2 separate regions of the Zea mays genome follow, and region 2 is linked to region 1. The links are chromatin contacts, called in public Hi-C maps. All regions are on one chromosome and are shown on one strand. The core of a region is the stretch at or near the end of the contact, and the rest is flanking DNA. Distances in the headings are between cores, read along the strand shown. Region 1 overlaps LOC103635831 (5-pentadecatrienyl resorcinol O-methyltransferase). Region 2 has its middle 32 kb from the start of LOC103635822.

Region 1 (5,755 bases), core at 2,101-4,600:
GGAAAGGAAGACATGAAAGGGGTCAAAACGCAAGGGGGATAGAAAGGTTATAATGTAGGAACCTATCAGCCATGCGACAATCGGATTCAGCGAGCTGAGCTCGAATCACTCTAGCCTCAGTCTCACTGGCCTCTTGCACCGAGCGAAAAGGTGTCATGACTCTCCTGGGATTCCCAAGGGAGGGGAAGAGGAGCCAGCGGGCCTGGCCACAACGACTCCATGGAGGGTGATGCCTCTCGGACGATGGAAGCAAGGGCACCCTACAACAAGGAAGGCATGCGCCCGAATCACCGAGAGAGAGATAGTAAAGGGTGATACTCGGACGAGGAAGAGTCTCACCCTAATCCAACGTAGCACGACTCCCTCCCGACTCGTGATCCGCCAATCAACTCGCCATCAAAACCCATTCGAGGTGCGAAATGGAAAGCAAGCAATTATGGGATGTTTACAAGTGGGCGCTCACCCTCACTTATAACGAGAAACATAACGACCGCCTCAGAGGAATCCTAAATTAGGACATACCGTCTCCTGAGGGTGTGAACACTGAGAAGGTTGGGGTGAGCGACGCCCTACCTGGGAAAAGCCCCAAGGGGAGACACTCTCCCCTCGGGGGTTCGAGGGCTACTGTTGGAGAAATGATCCATGGGCCTCCCAGGGCCCACTAGTGAGTAGGAAGGCGTGAGAAAGGTCCACTCCAGATGGACCCGCCTCTGGATAAACCCGAGGCACTGAGCCGAGGGTCGAGCGAGGTGGAGCCGAAAGGGGGGTCGGGTGGATCGAGGGGAAGCCACTCGAGTGGATTTCACACATGATCTGGACTGACCCTTTGTGCCACATTAACTACTCCTGGCGTTGAGCCACAGAGGGTGAGTCGGTCCACTTACCACTCATAACCTATGGACCCCTAGGCATGCGACCCACTCATGATCTATAAAGCCGAAGCCTGAGTGCGCTAGCCACCTCCACGCCCCACAACACGACGAGCGTGCCGAGACCCAGGCTACGACAGCAAGGGGTCGCACGGCATAGAGGCAACAATGATGACTCTGGGACCCTTCACCGCCCACACTACATGTCATAAAAAGTACGACCAGGGAAGCCCAGACGACCAGGGCATGCATGGATAAACACGACCTTACCAGGGTAAGACGTCCTATTTTACCACAGCGCAGTAGCTCCTTCCTTGGGAAGCTACCGATAGCTGACCCCACCTTGGCCTATAAAAGGGAGAGGTCGGCCAGAACACGAGGGAGGCACATATGCAAAGAAGAGATGCACCCGAGACGACAGACACACACACTCGACAAAACCAAAAGACTCGAAGGCTAGAGCCAAGGCGTGAGCTACCATGACATCCAAGGCTTAGCTTAGAACTACTGTCCTTTAGTGTTTAGGTCCACCCACGCACAAGAGACGTGTGAGATCCTCCCTCTCTCGCCCGCTTGTAACCCCTACTACGAGCTTTGAGTAACAAGGTGCCAGTAGCGCAAAACACCGACACTAGGGAACTATCACTCGGAACGATTCCTAGCTGAATTGCGTGACTGATTTATATAAGCTTTGATGAGCTGGAATGATTCTTGGATGAATTGCAGCACAAACGAACAATCCCTAAGGGAAAGTATTATGGTAGTAAACAATCTCGTACAATCGTTACATGGTAGTTCCTCTTAGTCTCTCTTCAGCAATATACCGTAAGTGGACCTAAACTCTAAATTTAGTGTTCATTCCCATACTTTACTCACCCAACAACGACCTCTATTGCATCCTCTAAGATTTGTTGTTCACCTTCTACACGCTAAATGTGGCAACTGTCCTCCGTCCGTACGACAAGCAGTCTATAAATATTTAATAAACATTTCTTTGGCACGTGCCTGTAGATACATATATCTAGTAATATTGTAGATATAGAGAACCAAATTTAGAAGATGTTGCTAGAGATGAAGAAGATATAGAAAAAGAAATCTTTTAGAGTATAATTTAAATAATAGGAATATTAATTTAGAGGATGAAATTTAGCAGACGTTGGTGGAGACCGTCTTGCATTCTACGACGCCCACATCGTGTGTCGTAAGATGTAAAGGCCATTGTTGGTCACTTTCTTTTGATCCCTTTAGGGTACAAAAACAAGGCAACACAGTTAAATTGAGCTTCATCTTCATCCTTTATTTCTTCTTTCTCGGAGAGAAGGTTTATTGAAGGACGAAGAAATGGAAAGTGAATGAGGAAGAAAGTAAAAGATATTAATAATGAACTATGCACAATATAAAAGGTAAACTACACAATCCAACCTCATAAGATGTTATTCTCTCTCCTCTTTTATTATTTAACAAAAGATTACATGTATACCTTCAGCTGCGCGAAGTTACAGAGGAAGATGAGAGAAATACAACTTCGTAGACAGAGCGATCTCCCTCTCTAGCAAAAAAGTGTGAACAATGCATGACACTGTTCCTCTATTTATAGTCGCATGATACAACTTCGGTAAAATTACAATTGTGCCTTCAAGCTTATACATTTGAAATAGCGAATACATAGAGGGTAGTGTTGTCTTTTTCTATAGCTGCCTTGCTGAACATGTGGACTTCTTATGGCCTTGGCTTGCTCACCCATCACGTACACGTGTTATCGAAACGAAGCTTATACCTTAGTCTTTGCATTTGTGTTGGGTTCATCCGAAGGTGTTCTCCGTACCCTTCCTCACTTAGAACATGCTAGAAAGTAACTGTTAGATTAGTGTTTTAAGGGCCTTTGGAAGAGAAAGTTTCCTCACAGCTATGTTGTGTGCATATGGACGAAACCGACGTGTTCTCAAAACTGGTTTGTTCCTTTAGAGCATCTTCAACAATAAACTCTAAAATAGAGTTCTAAAAATTGAAATAGGACCGTATTTAGAGTGTTTAGTGCCACAAAAGAAATTTCTACTCCAACGGTTAGACCTTAAATAATGCTATTTAAAAAATAAATTATGTTATTAGGAAATAAATGGTTGGAGGTTAGGAGAAAACGAGGATATAACTCTAGTATAATCATCGTTTAATGAATATTTATAAAATAGAACTATTGTTGGAGGAGTGTTTTGTGGTTTCGAGCCCTAAAATAGGGCAATATTTAGAAACTATAGTGGAGATGGTCATGTATATACCGTAAAACAATACAAACTCATTCGACTATTTACTCTCATGACTGTTTCTTTCACTGGCAAATAGGAGTAAATTGCAGCAGCCATCTCACGTTGCGATCCGCGCCCCCGATGGGAGACCGCAGACGCCCACGCCAACTCCCTGACCCTGTCCCTGACCCTGACCCTGACCCTGACCGACCGCTGAACACTCACTGCACCATGTGACATGCGTGGACCACGCCTGTCTACCTTTGCCCTTTTTCCTGTGGAGCTGCCATCGGGCCCCACGGTACCACTTCGCCCCCGCGCGCGGGCGAAAGTAAAATCCCACTGGAACTGCAACACCTCGTCCTCCGCGTGCAAGGCTCCAAAGCCGCGGGCCCTCGTCTGGTCACGGACGCGAGCGCTCTGGAGGCACGCGTTGCACGCGACGCGACTGAGCAAATCTAGCAGCCCGGACCCGGACCCCAGATTTGGTTGGCTGAGGCCAACTCCAGCAACGAGGTATATATATGTGGGTATGTATAACACTGTATATACACTGTTTGTAGAGAGAAATCTAAAATAAAAAATGAGATTATGAGTGAAATATGGAATTTGTTGTTCAAGTGGACTGTCATTTTTGTTTGAGGCCAGCTTCCTACCGTACGTGTAGAAAAAAGCGGGAAACTGATGCAAACCGCTAGGTTTTTAGTTTAGCTTCTGGAAAGCCAAAAGCTCAGATAAGAGAAGCAGCCTGGTTTTATAGGTTTTATGTAGCTTCCTGAGTTTAGAAAGCTAAAAACATTATCGAAAAGCTATCTTTTTCTTCTCAGTGTCAAAGGCCTAGCAGCAACTTTTTTAGAAAAGCTAGATCCAAAAGCTGCAACTCAAACACTATTTGCTGCCACGACACAAGAATTCAAAGGCTTCCATCATTCCATGCATGTTGCCCTATTAAGGCCAGGGCGGCGTAGACGCGTAGTAGAGATGTCTACCGGCCCAACGTGCACCACATAGCGTTTTGCATCACGTAGAATGCGCACCACGTACCAATGCAAGAGACCATGCATGTTAACAAAACACAATTGCTCACCTTCTCATATTACAAATTGTCCAAAGGTTCAAGCACATGGTAATAAAAAGGAACAATTCTTAATGTACTACCAGCGCCTTCACAATCCTAGGTTTATTATGAATTAGGCGCCCTTTATTATTCACAAATAAAGCATTCAAGGATAGACCTCGATGATGACCGACACGTCACCAATGACGGGTAGAATTTTGTAGTCTTTGAATCCGGCTTCAGCGAAGATCTTCTTCCACTCTTGCTCGTCACGCTCAACTCCGTTAACGGCCATCATATACAAATCGAACATAACTTGTGTCTCTTGATGCTTTATGTTTGACTGTTTATATCCAACTACCACGTCCAAGATTATTACCTTCCCACCTGCATCCCGTGGAGGTATGGCTTGCTTGCAGTTCTTCAATATCTTGACACACTCATCGTCACCCCAGTCATGTAGAGTTTTCTGTCATAGAGAGATTTCAGTAAATTAATTAATTGAAAGATAATGAAGAAAAGGGTCCTTATTGGTGTTTGGATTCAATGATAATAGCACGCATCACATTTACATCTAAAAGTTTATACAAAAATCTAGACCCCCCTACGTACAAAATATAATCTGAATTCAATTATAGAGTTGTCATTTTATGTTTGGTTAAATTTACTAAAATATATAGCATTGGTATTTTATGATGCTAAATTAGTATCACTAATGTACCATAAAATATATTTTTATACTACACATGTTCCTGTCATAGATATCTTTACTGTAAAATACAATCTCAAGTTGTCCAAGACAAGAGAAAAGGATAGTCAAAATTGAAGTTTGACAAGGATCTCAGAATGCAAATACAACGAGAAATGGAGGAGGGAGCTAGCAGTCAGCAGTGACGACGGATGGTACCTTGAGGAAAACAGCGGTTGCAGGTGGAATACTCTCAAACATATTTCCTGCGACGAAGTGCACGTTGCCATCAGATGGAGCACCGGCGACAACGTGCGGGAGGTCAAGCACGCTGCACTTGACGTGCGCACTACAGGAAACACGTAAATTTTCGTGGGCCAAAAGCCCACGAAAATAAGCCTAAACCGACGAAAATAGACTATTTTCGTCGGCAGACCGACGAAAATAGCCGCCGAAAATAAGTTCGACGAAAATAGGCACCTATTTCCGTCGGTACCGACGAAAAATACCTATTTTCGTCGGCTTTCCCGAGGCCGACGAAAATAATTGGTCGGACTGACTATTTTCGTCGGCCTTGGGAAAGCCGACGAAAATACGCCCAGGCTATTTTCGTCGGCCCGCTGATGGCCGACGAAAATATGTTCCCAGGATATTTTCGTCGGCCACCACCGAGGCCGACGAAAATTGATGGTTCCCCCCCCAAAACAGATTTTTCTGCACCTATTAATAATTCACAGCAAAATACACAATATCACAATTCACATATATACAGATTCACAATCAAAATACATAATTCACAAAACACATTCACATATACATATCACAAAACACATTGACATATACATATCACAAAACACATTCACATATACAAATAGTCCATAGTCCATAGTCCATACAT
Region 2 (6,186 bases), core at 865-3,364, 240 kb after region 1:
GTCTTCTCTTCTACAAGAAGCTTCCCCTGCACGCCGAGGATACGGAGACTTGGGCGCCAGGGCACAAGAAGATTGTCTCGGCAACAGACATTAGTAGGCTTCAAGCACTATATTCTTTATGTCCCTGGGCCCACATGTCGGGGCCCAGTCCCTTTGTGCATACCCCCCTTCAGCTATAAAAGGGGAGGCATGCGACGTTACAGACAGGCTCTCAGTCCTATCTTTAGGCAACTTCACACACAACCTCAGACTCGCTAGCTCATACACGCTCTCAAGCAATACATCTCACAGTGGAGTAGGGTATTACGCTCTGGCGGCCCGAACCACTCTAAACCCTTGTGTGTTCTTGTGTTCTTCCCCTTCACTCCAACGATCAAGCGAAACACCTAAGCCCCTCCTCATCTCAGGACTTAGGGCGGGTGCACTCCACCACCCGGCCGGAGATCTACTCTTCGACAGTATTAAATCACTCATAAGAAGACTAAAATGTTCCTTAACATTCTTCCACCATTAGTGCAACTGAAATAAATGAGAGACAAAAGGTGGAATTAATATGTTTTAGTCCCTTTTAGTCATCCCTTGAGAGACTAGAGACTAAATCAGTTTACTTCTTATTTTAGTTTCACTCTTTGGCTAACTAGGGACTAAATGAGACTAAAATGGATGGACTAATCTTTAGTCACTCAAACCAAACGGGACCTTAAACTGATTTGTGCACCAACTCAAACGGAAGGTCCACGCTGATTTGTCTGTGACCTCGTAAAGACTATCTCCAACAACGTTCTCTATTTCTATCCTCTATATATGTTCTTTACAGTCTGCTCTAAAAAATTCCATTCTCTATATCTTCTTCCTCTCCAACAACGTCCTCTAAATTACGTTCTCTATACGCAATACTTATTTTAGAGATATTTTTAATTTTTAATTTTTGTACATACCTATTTTTCATACTCTCAAATGTATTGTACATATTTTAGTTTTGCTAAACCGGTTGTTTAAAGTATTCGAATGGATAGAGCAGATGAGAGAGAAACACTATATATAGTGTCGATTTAACGTGGGCTTGGACCAAATTAATATTCAATAATAGTCAATGCTAATGATCCACTTTAATGCTATGGTGTACTAATAATTTAGCACCATGTTGAAAGTTCAAGGGACAAATAATTCAACTTAAATAGGTGGACCATTGCGCATCTATTGAAAATTGAGAAAAATGAAGCAGTGCCACACGCGCGCGCCCTCCGCCGCCGGCCGGGCGTGGCTTGTGGTAGATCGAACCTTGGTCCGAATATTTCTTTCAAACGGATGCGCATTTACCTGGAGTGATGACCGTCATGATGACCTTCCTCAGTTTCTAGTTCTAATGGCGCGACTGTTACTGTCTGTTGTCCTTCTCCTCTCCTTCTAGTTGCGTATAAGAATTAATCGAGGGTGAGGACGCTCTTCCGGACACACGCGCGATCTCTTACACGTATTGTAAACAGCACGTTCCCGTCCCACCTTCTGCGAGCACAGAGAGAGTGGGAGAGCAGGCCTCCGAAATCGCCGCCCGTGGAGGTACACTTGCACGGGTGTGCGTGCGATCAGGTTTTTTTGGAAGCGTACTCGTGACTGCTTGCTTCATCCGTTCGACCAGAAGCGCTTCGTCTACTTCTGTTGTTCGTCTTCCAGCGACCGTTCGAGGGACTGCATGGCGTATATATTCCTGCATCGACTGTGTACGACTCCATCGAACATACACACGAGATGTCTCGTGTGAATGGAGCCACTGATACCTTGAGCATCGGTCCCTCCGTAGGGGTGCTTTCTGTTGTACTTGTCCATGTTTTATTTATATTTATTACTTATGCGAGTAGTGATACATTCATATACGCACCTATATAACACTGCTCTTCTGAATTTAAATTAAAATTAATAATGTCTAGTTTTCTAATACACAGAGGATCCAGTCGTCGCAAAGAGGAGGGGACGGCAATCTTATCTACAATTTAAAGTACAGTACGCCAGTCTAAATCCAGTCCGCTTGAGGTCGGAACACCTACGCCGCGCGTATCCCGTGACGGGTGAGCCCCACACGGTGCCCAACCCAACGCCGCGCCCACACCATTCACGCGCGCACGCGGTACGAGACACCGCTCGCTGGGTCCCGCGGGCCATGTGGATTTCCAAGCGAGCGCGAACGTCCTGCGTGACGCGCCGCGGGAGCCGGACGCTGACCCTTAAACCGTCCCGATCCGCGCGAGATACTAGTACTAGGATAATAGGAGACCGCATCGCCCGTTTGCAGATGCCGTGGCCGCCGGACCCCCACCGCGTCATTTGGAAGAAAATGCCGTGGGCACGACCAGCTGGCGCCGCCTTGGAGACATGGAATCCCGCACGTGGAGTTCAAACCCCCGCAACTACCCATGCCGATCCAACTTAAGGCTGAATTTAATTCAAGCGATTTTAACTAGTATTAGACTATCTCTAGTATATCCCCAATATCATACATTATTTTAAAAAAATTCTCTACAAACAGTGGTATTATCTATAGTTTCGTGTCCCCGATTTTCCACACTATATTGGAGACATTCTTAGTCTATTCTCGGTTATAATTTCCAATACCGCCACATCAACTTTCAACAACCGCAGAGTTCCGTCCCCATAAAACCCTATCACCTCCCATAAAACTCTCAATGGGAGTTGCGTGGATCATCAATGAGAGTGCAATTCTCAACGGGAGTTTCATACTCATTAAATATGGTGACACATCACCATGCTTGGTGACATGACAGTGCAATTATAAGGAGAGATATAGAGAGAGTTTCACTAAGTATACAAACTACCTAAAATATCCCTATTTAGTCCTTAAACTTGGGGACCTCTCGCACACTTCCAAATTTCCAATAGCCTATTTTGCGCGTCAATCACACTGTAAAATCATTTGTCCGGCATCAAATTTGCACTATGTACAAGAAATGCACTTTGAATTGTATGAGTTGCGAAAAAGATGGATTCATCATCCTCATCTGACAAGTCTGAAGATGACCCATCCAAAAATTTAGAGAAAAATGACCAACCACGATTCACAACAGAATGAAAAATATCAATAAAGAGAAGAACGATTATTATTAAACGTTATCATACAAATAAAACCTAATTTGAAGTTACAGGTAATAACTAGAAAAATCGAGTTATCCTAATTTAAAAATATTTAATAACCTAGGAACTGGGAACTGTTGGAGACTATGGTTGATTTTGTTTCCAATATGTGTTTAGCGACATGCTAAATCTGAGTTTAGAAAGTCTTTTTTTACGAACTAGTGGAGATGCTCTTAGTCGCACTAGAGCAAGTATAATGATGTAATCAGACTCTAAGGCATCTCATGTCAAATTTATGGTGACATGGAATGAAGATAAAATGGAGAGAGAAAGTGTGTTGTTCACTAATAGCCAGCTGAAAGTGAGACTCCAATATAGCTTGCTATGAGTTATATTATTAACCTTGCTCAGCTATTGATCACATTATGGACTCCGCTATCGACCATCATTAGCTCTTATCTACTGTAGCGCTCTAATATATAGCATTTACCATCAGGCTGCAACAACTTCGATGCTCCATCAGTTTTTCTTTTTAGATTGGGAAAATATAATTCGATCATGTAATTAAGTAAAAATTACATAATCAAACAAAGTAAATAAAATAAAAATGACATAGTTCATAAAAAATGATAAATACTAGTCCCCTCGTTGTCGTCATTCTCCACCTCTTCTTTCCCATCTAGTTTTAATTGCTTGATCAATTTTTTTACAGTCAACCTGTGGGTCTTATTTTATGACATCGTCTATAACGGCGGTGGACTAATCCAGCAACTTGGTGAAATGCTCATACAATTTTGATCAGACTTGACATCTCATTGGCTTTGTAGAGCTTGTTCATCATGCTATTCTCCATAACAAGGGACTCGCTCGTACTTGTTGCTAGCCTCTTCCCTTTGCATTGAGCTCTTGCCCTATCACAATCAATAGGGCATGTTGGTCCGATGTTTTCCAACAATGCAAAGCTATAATCACCTTCCATGTTGAGACATGATCGTTTGATCATATAGCTGCTGTCGTCCACCCTGTCACACACACCACTTAGGCTAATGGCGAAGAGCACATCATGTGTGCTCCAGCTTGAAGTCTGTTTCATCAGACCTGTTGTGGAAGCTCTCGTTTCTCACTTTCAATAGCATAACATCATCTAATCTGCTCGGTTAGAACGTATACAATCGGTTCTATATGTTGTTGAAGAGGCTGATCTTGCGATTTCTCGTGGACCACCAATTCTTCAGCTGCTTAGGGGTACGATGGGGAGGAGGTTCGACTATGAAGTTGTACTTAGACACTATTTGGCCCCAAATGGTCGAGCCCTTTCTGCAGTTGCCCTCAATAGGATCAACAAAGTACAATAGCCACACATGGACATATAAATTTATAAACTCAAAATTTGTTCTCAATTTAAAAAGTGGGTACAACTTATAAAAATATATATATATATATATTTACTAATCTTCTGTCCTCCGTCTTAGTCTAGTCCCGTTGCCGTTAGAAATATGACACACTAGAGTACTTAGATTGGTTGGAGGCTGCATCGCTATGACCGGGCCCAAGGAGGTCACAAACTTGTGTAGGAGTGCTAGATTGGCTCAGCTGAGACTGAAGAAGGACAACTCCCGTCTGAAAAATGAAGAACAAGTGAATGAGAAAGAAATGGACCTGGAGTAGTCTAACCAAGATGAAGTGGTCACAGCCGGTGAGCTAGCTATACAGGAGCAAGAAACATGCATGGAACCATGCATGATTGATGTTGATGCCCTTATCTTGTACTTTCCATCGTCGTATTATTACCGGTTTACCATTATCCTAATACGTAGTTGTTGCCTTGATAGGATAAGGGCATTTACAGTGGTGTTTAATGTGGGGGCTCTTAAGGTGTTTTAGGGGGTTATTTGCAAAAAAATCTTAGAGCCATCTCTCCGTGAAGAGACGCCTCTGGCTCGTAAACCAAGTAACAACAGACGCATCACTTGCCACTGTACAAATTTGTCGTCTGTTCTATCGATCTGATGCTATACAAATACATTTAATTCTGTATTTATTAATAGACTACGTTTATAGACACTCCATTGTACAATATAGTCTCTTAGTTGTCTCCTGTGCTTGGAAAACCGTTTTGGTGTCTCTCCACTGTACATGCCCTAAGAACTCTAGCCTTTAGCATTTAGATATTGGCCTATGTGAGCCTTATGACCTTTGACCGTGACTTGTGGCGGCTTATACGATCGAGGCATGCAGTTGGGAACTAGTTTTATTAATTTGTCACACTCATGTTGACGTGTGGCGGCTATTTGTGTTTCAAGTTTCAACCTTTGAACTGAACTGTAATGATGTTGTCGTATAACGGTGAGACGGTGGTTCAGTTTTCCAAATACAAGAGACAGTTACGAAACTGTAAGATATGAGACTTTAGACCATAAATACAACTAAGAGACAATATGTATAGAAAATTGTGTAGGACCGTATCTTGTATTTTTTTCAATTAGCCTATACGGACCTCTCGAGAGAATCTATATTAAATAGAGTTGCGCGTGTCCTAATGATTATGTTTGTGTCAAGTATACGTCTCTTAATTATCACTACCGGACACAGCTGGTTTGGCAAAGCCAAAAAAAACCGCCTGATTGAAGCTCTGATTGAAGCTAGGTAGTTGTATTTTTTAAAATACTTCCACGTACGCATGGACCATGCATGCACGTCAGTACATGTACATCACATAGAAAAACTAGTCTGTTGTGTCGCGTTGTGGCTGGGTGAGGCAAGCGCGCGCTGACTCGATCTCGTATGCATGCATCTTCTCGTTCGTCATACATACACATGCTGATCCATATGTACGTACTACGCATTAATTCAAATAGCTAGCTGAGTCATCAGTCTTGGTCGGGAGGACGCCCTAAGCAGCCAGCCAGCCAGCCAGGAACGTGGTCACGTTCCGTGTACGGGGAAGAATACATGACGGGAGGATGATGGTACGTAAGGACTGGAAGCAGGTGCGCGGAAGAAGAAAGAGAAACACGCCGCCGCCACCGACGACGTACGGGTCGCTGCTGTCTTGCTGGTGCTGCGCGGACTTGGTTAATAGCCAGCTGCTTGCTGCTC

What was found. A called contact is a pair of places that touch in the nucleus more often than the background predicts.
Region 2: a Hi-C map of bundle sheath shows a contact between it and region 1, with 3 times the contacts expected there. The contact joins two enhancer-like sites. A contact is called at or near these places in 2 of 25 Hi-C or Micro-C datasets (bundle sheath and tassel).

What each region holds. Positions count from the first base shown.
Region 1 is chr1:66,367,736-66,373,490 of Zm-B73-REFERENCE-NAM-5.0, forward strand. LOC103635831 (5-pentadecatrienyl resorcinol O-methyltransferase) reads right to left here. Exons shown (of 3, transcript XM_020547138.2): 2 at 5,077-5,193; 3 at 4,336-4,638. The coding sequence ends at 4,336. Among protein-coding and RNA genes, the nearest start is that of LOC103635831, 9.2 kb to the right of the region's middle. Within about 2 kb of position 3,351, at least 17 of the 20 cell types and tissues checked have an H3K27ac peak or open chromatin away from gene starts, as enhancers often do. A contact at or near this core is called in bundle sheath and tassel, where this site is marked.
Region 2 is chr1:66,606,382-66,612,567 of Zm-B73-REFERENCE-NAM-5.0, forward strand. No RefSeq gene overlaps it. Among protein-coding and RNA genes, the nearest start is that of LOC103635822, 32 kb to the left of the region's middle. Within about 2 kb of position 2,115, at least 19 of the 20 cell types and tissues checked have an H3K27ac peak or open chromatin away from gene starts, as enhancers often do. A contact at or near this core is called in bundle sheath and tassel, where this site is marked.